Linked DNA regions of Mus musculus: region 1 is linked to region 2. A link is a contact called in public HiChIP or PLAC-seq data. All regions are on one chromosome and are shown on one strand. The core of a region is the stretch at or near the end of the contact, and the rest is flanking DNA. Distances in the headings are between cores, read along the strand shown.

What was found. HiChIP or PLAC-seq counts read pairs in DNA pulled down with a chosen protein or histone mark.
Region 1: an H3K4me3 HiChIP or PLAC-seq map of bone marrow-derived macrophages shows a contact between it and region 2, with 2.1 times the contacts expected there. The contact joins the enhancer-like site here to the promoter of Numa1 in region 2. A contact is called at or near these places in 1 of 39 promoter capture datasets (macrophages), 1 of 15 datasets of contacts at CTCF or cohesin (CD8 T cells), 3 of 115 datasets of contacts at active chromatin or transcription factors (the HPC-7 cell line, bone marrow-derived macrophages and embryonic stem cells) and 3 of 9 other capture datasets (adipose tissue, liver and pancreatic islet).

Annotation. Positions count from the first base shown.
Region 1 is chr7:102,041,158-102,044,850 of GRCm38.p6, reverse strand. It overlaps Rnf121 (ring finger protein 121), which reads left to right. Exons shown (of 9, transcript NM_029211.3): 2 at 2,187-2,224. Among named protein-coding and RNA genes, the nearest start is that of Rnf121, 22 kb to the left of the region's middle. Within about 2 kb of position 2,425, at least 14 of the 459 cell types and tissues checked have an H3K27ac peak or open chromatin away from gene starts, as enhancers often do. A contact at or near this core is called in bone marrow-derived macrophages, where this site is marked.
Region 2 is chr7:101,967,576-101,971,279 of GRCm38.p6, reverse strand. Numa1 (nuclear mitotic apparatus protein 1) reads right to left here and starts at 1,437. Exons shown (of 25, transcript NM_133947.3): 1 at 1,311-1,437.

The DNA of each region.
Region 1 (3,693 bases), core at 1,176-3,675, 73 kb before region 2:
GGAAAGCTCCCCCACCCCCTGGGTACCATCTCATCCTGGGATGTAAGGCCTCAGAAGGACTAAGCACATCTTCTCCCACTTAGGCCTGACAAGGCAGTCCCGCTAGTGGAAGGGGATCCAAAGGCAGGGAACAAAGTCAGAGACAGCCCCCTACACCTGCTCCAATTGTTAGGGGACTCACACGAAGACTAAGCTATACATCTGCTACAAATGTGTATGGGGCCTAAGTCCAGTTCCTGCATGTTCTTTAGTTGGTGGTTCAGTCTCTGTCAGCCCCCATGGGCCCAGGTTAATTGACTCTGAAGGTCTTTTTGTGGTGTCCTTGGCCCCTCTGGCTTTCTCAATACTATGCCCCACAAGACTTCCAAACTCTGCCTGATGTTTTGCTCTGCTTCTGTTTCCATCAGCTGCTGGATGAAGCCTCTCCAAGGACTCTTCTTAGGCTCCTGTCTGCAAGCATAGCAGAGTATCATAAATAGTGTCAGGGGTTGGCTCTCTCCTATAGAATGGGTCTCAAGTTGGGCTAGTCATTGGTTAGCCATTCCCTCAATCTGCTATATCTTTGTAGGCAGGACAAATTTTGGGTTGAAGTTTTTGTGGGTGAGTTGATGTCTCCCTCCCTCTACTGGAAATCCCACCTGGCTCCAGGAGGTGGCCACTTTGGTCTCCCATCAGCTAGGGTCACACTCACAGACTCCTGTGAGCTTCTCCTGTCTCAGAGATGTCCCCCACCACTTTCTGTTCTCTCTCCCAACTCTCTCTCACCCACCCCCACCTGATCTCCATTCCTATTCCCCTCTTCACCTCCTCTCCTACCCAGCTTCCTCCCTCCATTCATCTCCGACGTCTATTTTACTTCCTCTTGTGAGTGAGATTCACATAAAGTTTTTAAATAGATTTTTCTAGATGCTTTCTTGATACTTACATGGCATTTTCAAGTGTTTGTATACTCTCTTGTTTCAGTATGTCCAAGTGGTGTACTGTTTTGTTTTTTGTTTTGTTTTGTTTTTAACATACTTACATTATGGGAGAGGCTTTTTCTCAATTTCTTAAATATTTATTGACTGCTTAGTTCTGTGTTCTCTTTAAAGGACACAAAAGCAGTATAAAGTGTATATTGGCTCTGAGGCATTTTCCCAGTATGTGGGAAAGGTGTACTAGGCCAGTCCAAAACTGTGGGAGGTATTCAAAATGCTAAATTATGTTTCTAAGCCCCTGTCTCCTTTGCTGTCAAGGAACATTTCCTGCCCAATTTGCTATAAAACTATGTTGTTTGGCCTAAGTACTGGAATTTTGGCATGGCGTTATATGGCTCCAAAGAAGCAGAAGATACACTCTGGCACCAAGGCTATACTAATATTCTGGAACAGAGGTTTTTGACAGTGGCAACTTTTGTTCCCTAAATTTTACAGTGTCTGTAGATATTCTTTTTGGGTGCTACTGATCATATGCAGGACACACTCCTCCCAGAAAATAAACAGAGCCCCCAAATATCAGTAGTGCCAAGTTTGAGAGACCCTAGGTAGAACCAGAACTTTGAGTTTAGAAGGCCATACACTTCTAAGGTCAGTAGCAAAACAGGAGCCAAAGATGATTTTGGCCTAGTCTAATGTTCTGCTTGCTTTTATGTGTTTATTCATATGGCAGTATATGACAGTATTTCACATGGCTTCATCTTTTACTAATTCTGACTCATATTTTGCCCTAGTCATACTTAACTCTTTGTGCACTGTACAGTTTTACCCTCCTTCCTGTTCATGTAATTTCCTTTGATAAGAACATTGCTCTTATTTCTGGATAATATTTCACAATCATTCCAAGAAAACTCCCCTGGTTTATAACAGCCCAATTTGGGTTAAAACCCATTTGTCCATTCTTCCATAGCTTACCCTTACCATATAATAATGCATCACACTGTGAGCATCTTGGGAGTTAGGAGTCCCACTCTTTGATTGAATAGCTCAGCCATGCAACATTCATTTAGTAGTAAAACCTGAACCAAACTAGTACCTAAAGAAGGGAGACACTGGTGTGAAGTAGTGGTGAGAAAGGCTTCCTAGAGTTAGAGATATGAAGCCTCCTCTTTTGAGTCCTTGAAAATATTGATGAATGTTTTTGAGCCCCTTATTTAGGGTGGGGACAGTTATAAGTCATTGACAGATTTTTCTGGTGGTGTCTTTCTACAGGTTGATATGTCAGACCTCTCCCCAGAGGAGCAGTGGAGGTAAGTGTGACAGTTTGGCTCACCCAGCTAATTGCATAACTACTCTTTTTCTTCTCTGTGTATGGAATGCATCGTCTTGTGACCAGTTGGACAGGTCTTTGGGAATCTTTCCAAGTATCTGGGTCACTTCTGAGCAGCTCACTCAGTCCTAGAGTAAGTAGGCATTTGCACTAAGCATCCTCCTGTGGTGAAACCAGTTTTGCCATTTACTAGTCATGTGATGTGGGGTAATTTATTTAACTTCCCACTGCCACGTTTATTACTACCCCTTTTTTCTATAACAAGGATTGGAGCCAGGCCTTAAACATATTAAACAAGTAGTCTACCACTCAGCTGTACTCCCAGCCCTCTTTTTCCTTTTTATTTTGAAACAGAATCTGACCAAGTTGCCCAAGCTAACCTTGAATTTACTGTATAGCCTAGACAGGCCTAGGACTTGCCATCCTTCTGCCCTAGCCTCAGAAGGAGCTGGAATATAGGCTGGTAAGACCAGGCCTGAGAGTTCACCCCATTTGTAAACTGAGAGTCATAACAATATCCATACCTAACAGGTACGGACACTTAGAGGTATGAGGGTTAATGTCTGTCAAGTTCTTAGAACCATGCCTTGCACTGGTAAGCTTCCCGTGTACTTGCTTTGAAGACGATGATCATCATCATCATCACCATCATCATCATCACCATCATCATCATCATCATCACCTGTGTACAGTTCTGGCTTGGAAAAGGTGATTGAGATGTATCTTCTGATTTCAGCTCTGATGCTACTTATTTTTTGATCAGCAACTATTTTATTTTCATGACTTCTCTCAGGGTGCTTACTTTTCAGGGTGCTTACTTCACAGACTTCAAAAAGAGGTTAACAATTGAGCTGAAATCAGGTACAACTTAGTCGGAAAAACCCTTAATTGAGCTTAAGATGATCAATTATTTATAGACTGGCAGGAATACCAATTCAAATGATAAATCTAGAGTGATTTTGAATGACATGTCATGCTGCGTCATATATGCCTTTCTGCTAAGGAAGGTGACAATGTGACTGTCTTCTGCTATATTGGAGACACAAATGTTTTAAGTACTATTTATTCTGAAGATTTTTTTTATTTTTTATTTTTACTGTTTAAGGAATTTTTATTAAAGCAAGAATTTTATAATCCAAGGAAGAAAAAAAATGTCTCCGACGGGGGAGACGTGGATATTTTGTAAATTTTTTTTTTTTTTTTTTTGGTTTTTTCAAAGGATTTTTTAGATTTTTTTTTTAAATTTTTTAAATAATAATGTGTGTTCCAAGCCCGGAGCACACACTTTGCACTCTCAGCACTAACCGCCAGGGAGAAGGGGCTTATTCTGAAGATTTTTTTATTAGATCATGTATAGAAGAATGCAGCCAAGATTAATGGTGCTCACATCATTTTTTTTTAATTGATTTATTTATGTGTATGAGTCTTCAGACACCAGGAGAGGGCATC
Region 2 (3,704 bases), core at 188-2,687:
GCACCTATCCCCAACCACTACATTCACACACTCAGATCCCTGGCAGCTGACAAAAATAAAAAATAAAAAAAGACACGTTTTCATTGTCCAACACCGCAAAAACATCTAGGACCACACAAGGAAACAGGGAAGCCCTCTACTGGGCCGTCTCTATAGCTCTAGGACAGGCGCACACATTACTCCCTCCAAACAAAAACACGCTGACATCTATGAGGGGAAAGAAAGGCGCCAACTCCCGGATGTTGGCAAGCTCTGCGCAGGGCCAGCGCCTGTTTCTCAGTGTTTACTTGCTCTCCCTTTCCTCTCCCTCCCCTCTAAGGATGGCGCAGCAAAGGGAGGTGAGGGGGATGAACCACCCCACCCTCTCGTCCATTTTTTTGAAAAAACAAAACAAAACAAAACTAACCCGAGAAAGAGTGAGGGAGAAAAAGTCTTAGTGCTGGGGGCCTTACCGGACTCCTAAAGCCAAACGTATCTACAGGTTTTAATCCGCCATTAGCATTTAAATCTTGAAAGGACAGGGGTAGGGGGGGGCAGTGGAAAGTAACCCCACACACAAAAGAAAAGTTGTTGGGTTTCTTCTCAGTCGGCCAGGCAGAAGCAATCTTCCTGGCTGACAGCCAGAAGTGCGTCACAGCCAGGAGTCTGCTTTCTTTAAAGGCACAGCGAGCTTCCGCGCGGTCTGGGAGCAACAGCGAAGCCAAGAGCTCGGGGGGGGGGGACGGGGGGGGGACGACGCCTACCAGGAGGACCCAGGTGAAGCCTGCCCGTGCCCTAAAAACTGAGCAGGACGTGCGGGGGCGGGGAGAGTGGCTAGGGCGCAAGCCCGCAGGCTCCATTGCTGAAGGGAGAGCACGCGCAGCAAGGGCTGGAGGCTGTGGCGTAAACACACAAAAACGCACCCGCGGTGGCCGGCCTCACCAACCTGAGATGGCCAGGACACTCCCCCTTCGCTGCTTTCCAGCAGGGCTTAAGGCAGTAGCAGTGACGGCCTGTCCACCTCCGAGACCAGCCCTATCGGGCAGGCCCAGAGCCGCCGAACCCACGGCCAGCCCCTGGCGGGAAAGGCGCCCGGCGCAGAGGAAGCCTGGGAGCCGAGCGCAGGGGAGCCGCACGGCGCAGGCCTTGTACAGGGGCAGCTTCCTGCGGCGCGGCGAGGGGGGCGTGTCTGCAGGCGCACGGCCGCCCGCCGGCTCCCCGCCACACAAAGCGCAGGCCTCCTCAGAGCGCCCTGCCTGCCCGCCCGCCTGCCCGCCCTAGGACTTGGCCACCCTAGCCTGTTCTCCGCAGGGAATCTCTTCAGCCCCTACCTTCTGCGTAGCAAGGCCAAGATGCCATGCTGTGTGCCTGCTCCTCCCACTCCTCCACCCAAACGAGCGGCCCAGGCAGTTTCTAGCCGCGGAGCGTAGGCCTCGCTCTTCTGTCCCGATAGCTGCGCTATTGTTGACTGGAATGGCCGCCAAAATCCCAGCTGTGCTGCCAGAACCTAATCCGCTGTTCCTGTGGGCATTTGTGGGGAGGGGCCGAGGGGCCAAGGCACAGTTCTGAGTATGGCAGGCGCTGGCTAGAGCCCTCAACAGGCACAGGGACTCATCATCCTCAGAGTCTGCTGCAACTATATGACTAAAAGAAATGTCACACTCAGACAAGATCTCGACAGCGTTGCCACCCACTGGACACCTCCTGGGATAGTTAAAGGAATTCCCTCACTTTACAACTAGAAACATTTAATGAAGTATGTGTAATGTATTGCTATTAAATATTGTTAATACCCATACAAGAATTATACCCAACGTCTGAGCTAGGGTTACAATTCCACAGATCAGAAGTGACTACAAGTTTTATCCCAAGATGGTACATGTTAACTCATATAAAAGATGTAAGGAAACTAACCAGTTTAGATGAGGGAAGGATTAGAAAACTGAAGTAATATTTTAATCTGGATCTTCAAGCACAAAATCAAATTTTTCCTCTCGGGAAAGGGAGAAGAAAGCAGAAAGGTGTGGTAGCAGTGAGAGACCAGGTGTCAAAGGTGAACTGAGGTCAGAATTGGGAAATCTTGAACTTCAAGGATTCAAATAAAGGATCTGGGATGGTTTTAACAGAGAGCTGTGGTATGAGCCAGATTAACCTGACAAAATGGTTCTCTGGCAGCAAGGTGAGCTAGGAGGCTACCCAATAGATAGGAAGGTGTTGAGGACACGGATGGTAGAGAATAGTTAAAAGAGGAATGAGAAGCATTGAGGAGAAAGAAGCTGACAAAAAGCAGGAGACTCAAAGCCACCATGGTGCTGTGTGCTTACAGTCCTGGCAAGTGGGAGGTTGGAGCAGAAGGCCAGCCTGATCCACTCACTACTAGAGTTCCAGCCCAGCCAAGGCAGAGTAACAGCCTATCTCAAACAAGACAAAACTAGGAGGAGCAACTGTACCGGGAAGAAAGTACATGGCATATGTGAATCACATGTGAGGAGGAGATGGGGGTCTGAAGAAGAAACAGGATATAATAGATAGTAGCTAATGCTTACTAAGAACCTACTAACATGCCTCAAACCATCCTACTGACCTATTGGGCATCATTTCATTAGGCTTCAACACCTCTTTATGAAGCAGGTAAATTACCACTCAACTTTAAGATGACTTTTTTAAAAAGACTTATTATTTATGTGAATACACTGTCACTGTCTTCAGACACACCAGAAGAGGGCACTGGATCCCATTACAGATGTGAGCCACCATGTGGTTGCTAGGAATTTAACTCAGGACCTCGGAAAGAGCAGTCAGGTGCTCTTAATCGCTGAGCCATCTCTCCAGCCCTACCACTCAACTGTAGACATGAGGAAGCTAAGCCACAAAGTGACTATCTTACATACATATCACAAATCACTTGCAGCTAACTACATAACCCTGGCAAGGATTCCTCAGATTCCTAGATGAAAGCATAGCCTCCTCTGCTTTAAGAGTACAAGCATGAACTCAGTAACATTCGCAAGGTGCCCAACACACTGACTTTTAGCACAGAAGGTGCTAGTGGATGCTTCACAAAGGTTGGTCTCTGTCACCAGGGTGTCCCAGCAGAAGGTTTACCAGTGCTAAAGAAGCTAGAGATATTCCTCCTGGAACAGGATGGTACCTTCAGTGTGACCGCCTTTTCCCCACCAGTTCCTCTCTCGGCTTTTACTTTATAGGCACACTTCAAATCTCAATCCCTCCAATATTAAACTGGTAACAGTAGTGGATTACTGGGGACAATCACTTGGGGACTTCCTACACTGTATGTATGTTTTTATGGTTGGATTTATTTTTTTATTATTTATTTACTTATTTTGGTTTTTTTGAGACAGGGTTTCTCTGTATAGCCCTGGCTGTCCTGGAACTCACTATGTAGACCAGGCTGGCCTCGAACTCAGAAATCCGCCTGCCTCTGCCTCCCAAGTGCTGGGATTAAAGGTGTGTGCCACCACACCCAGTGATTGGATTTATTTTTAATAACCATGTACAAAAAGACACAATGGCTCAGGAGATATGCATGATCTGGTCTGAAGACCTAGGATCTACATGGTAGACAAGAACTCACTCCCAACAGCTGTTCTCTGACACACACAAAAACATGATTTTAGTGTTTAAAAATTATGCTAATCATGTACAAAGCTCAAGAAATGGTTTTATATATATTTTTGTGAAAGTCTCTTTCATCTAGAATGACA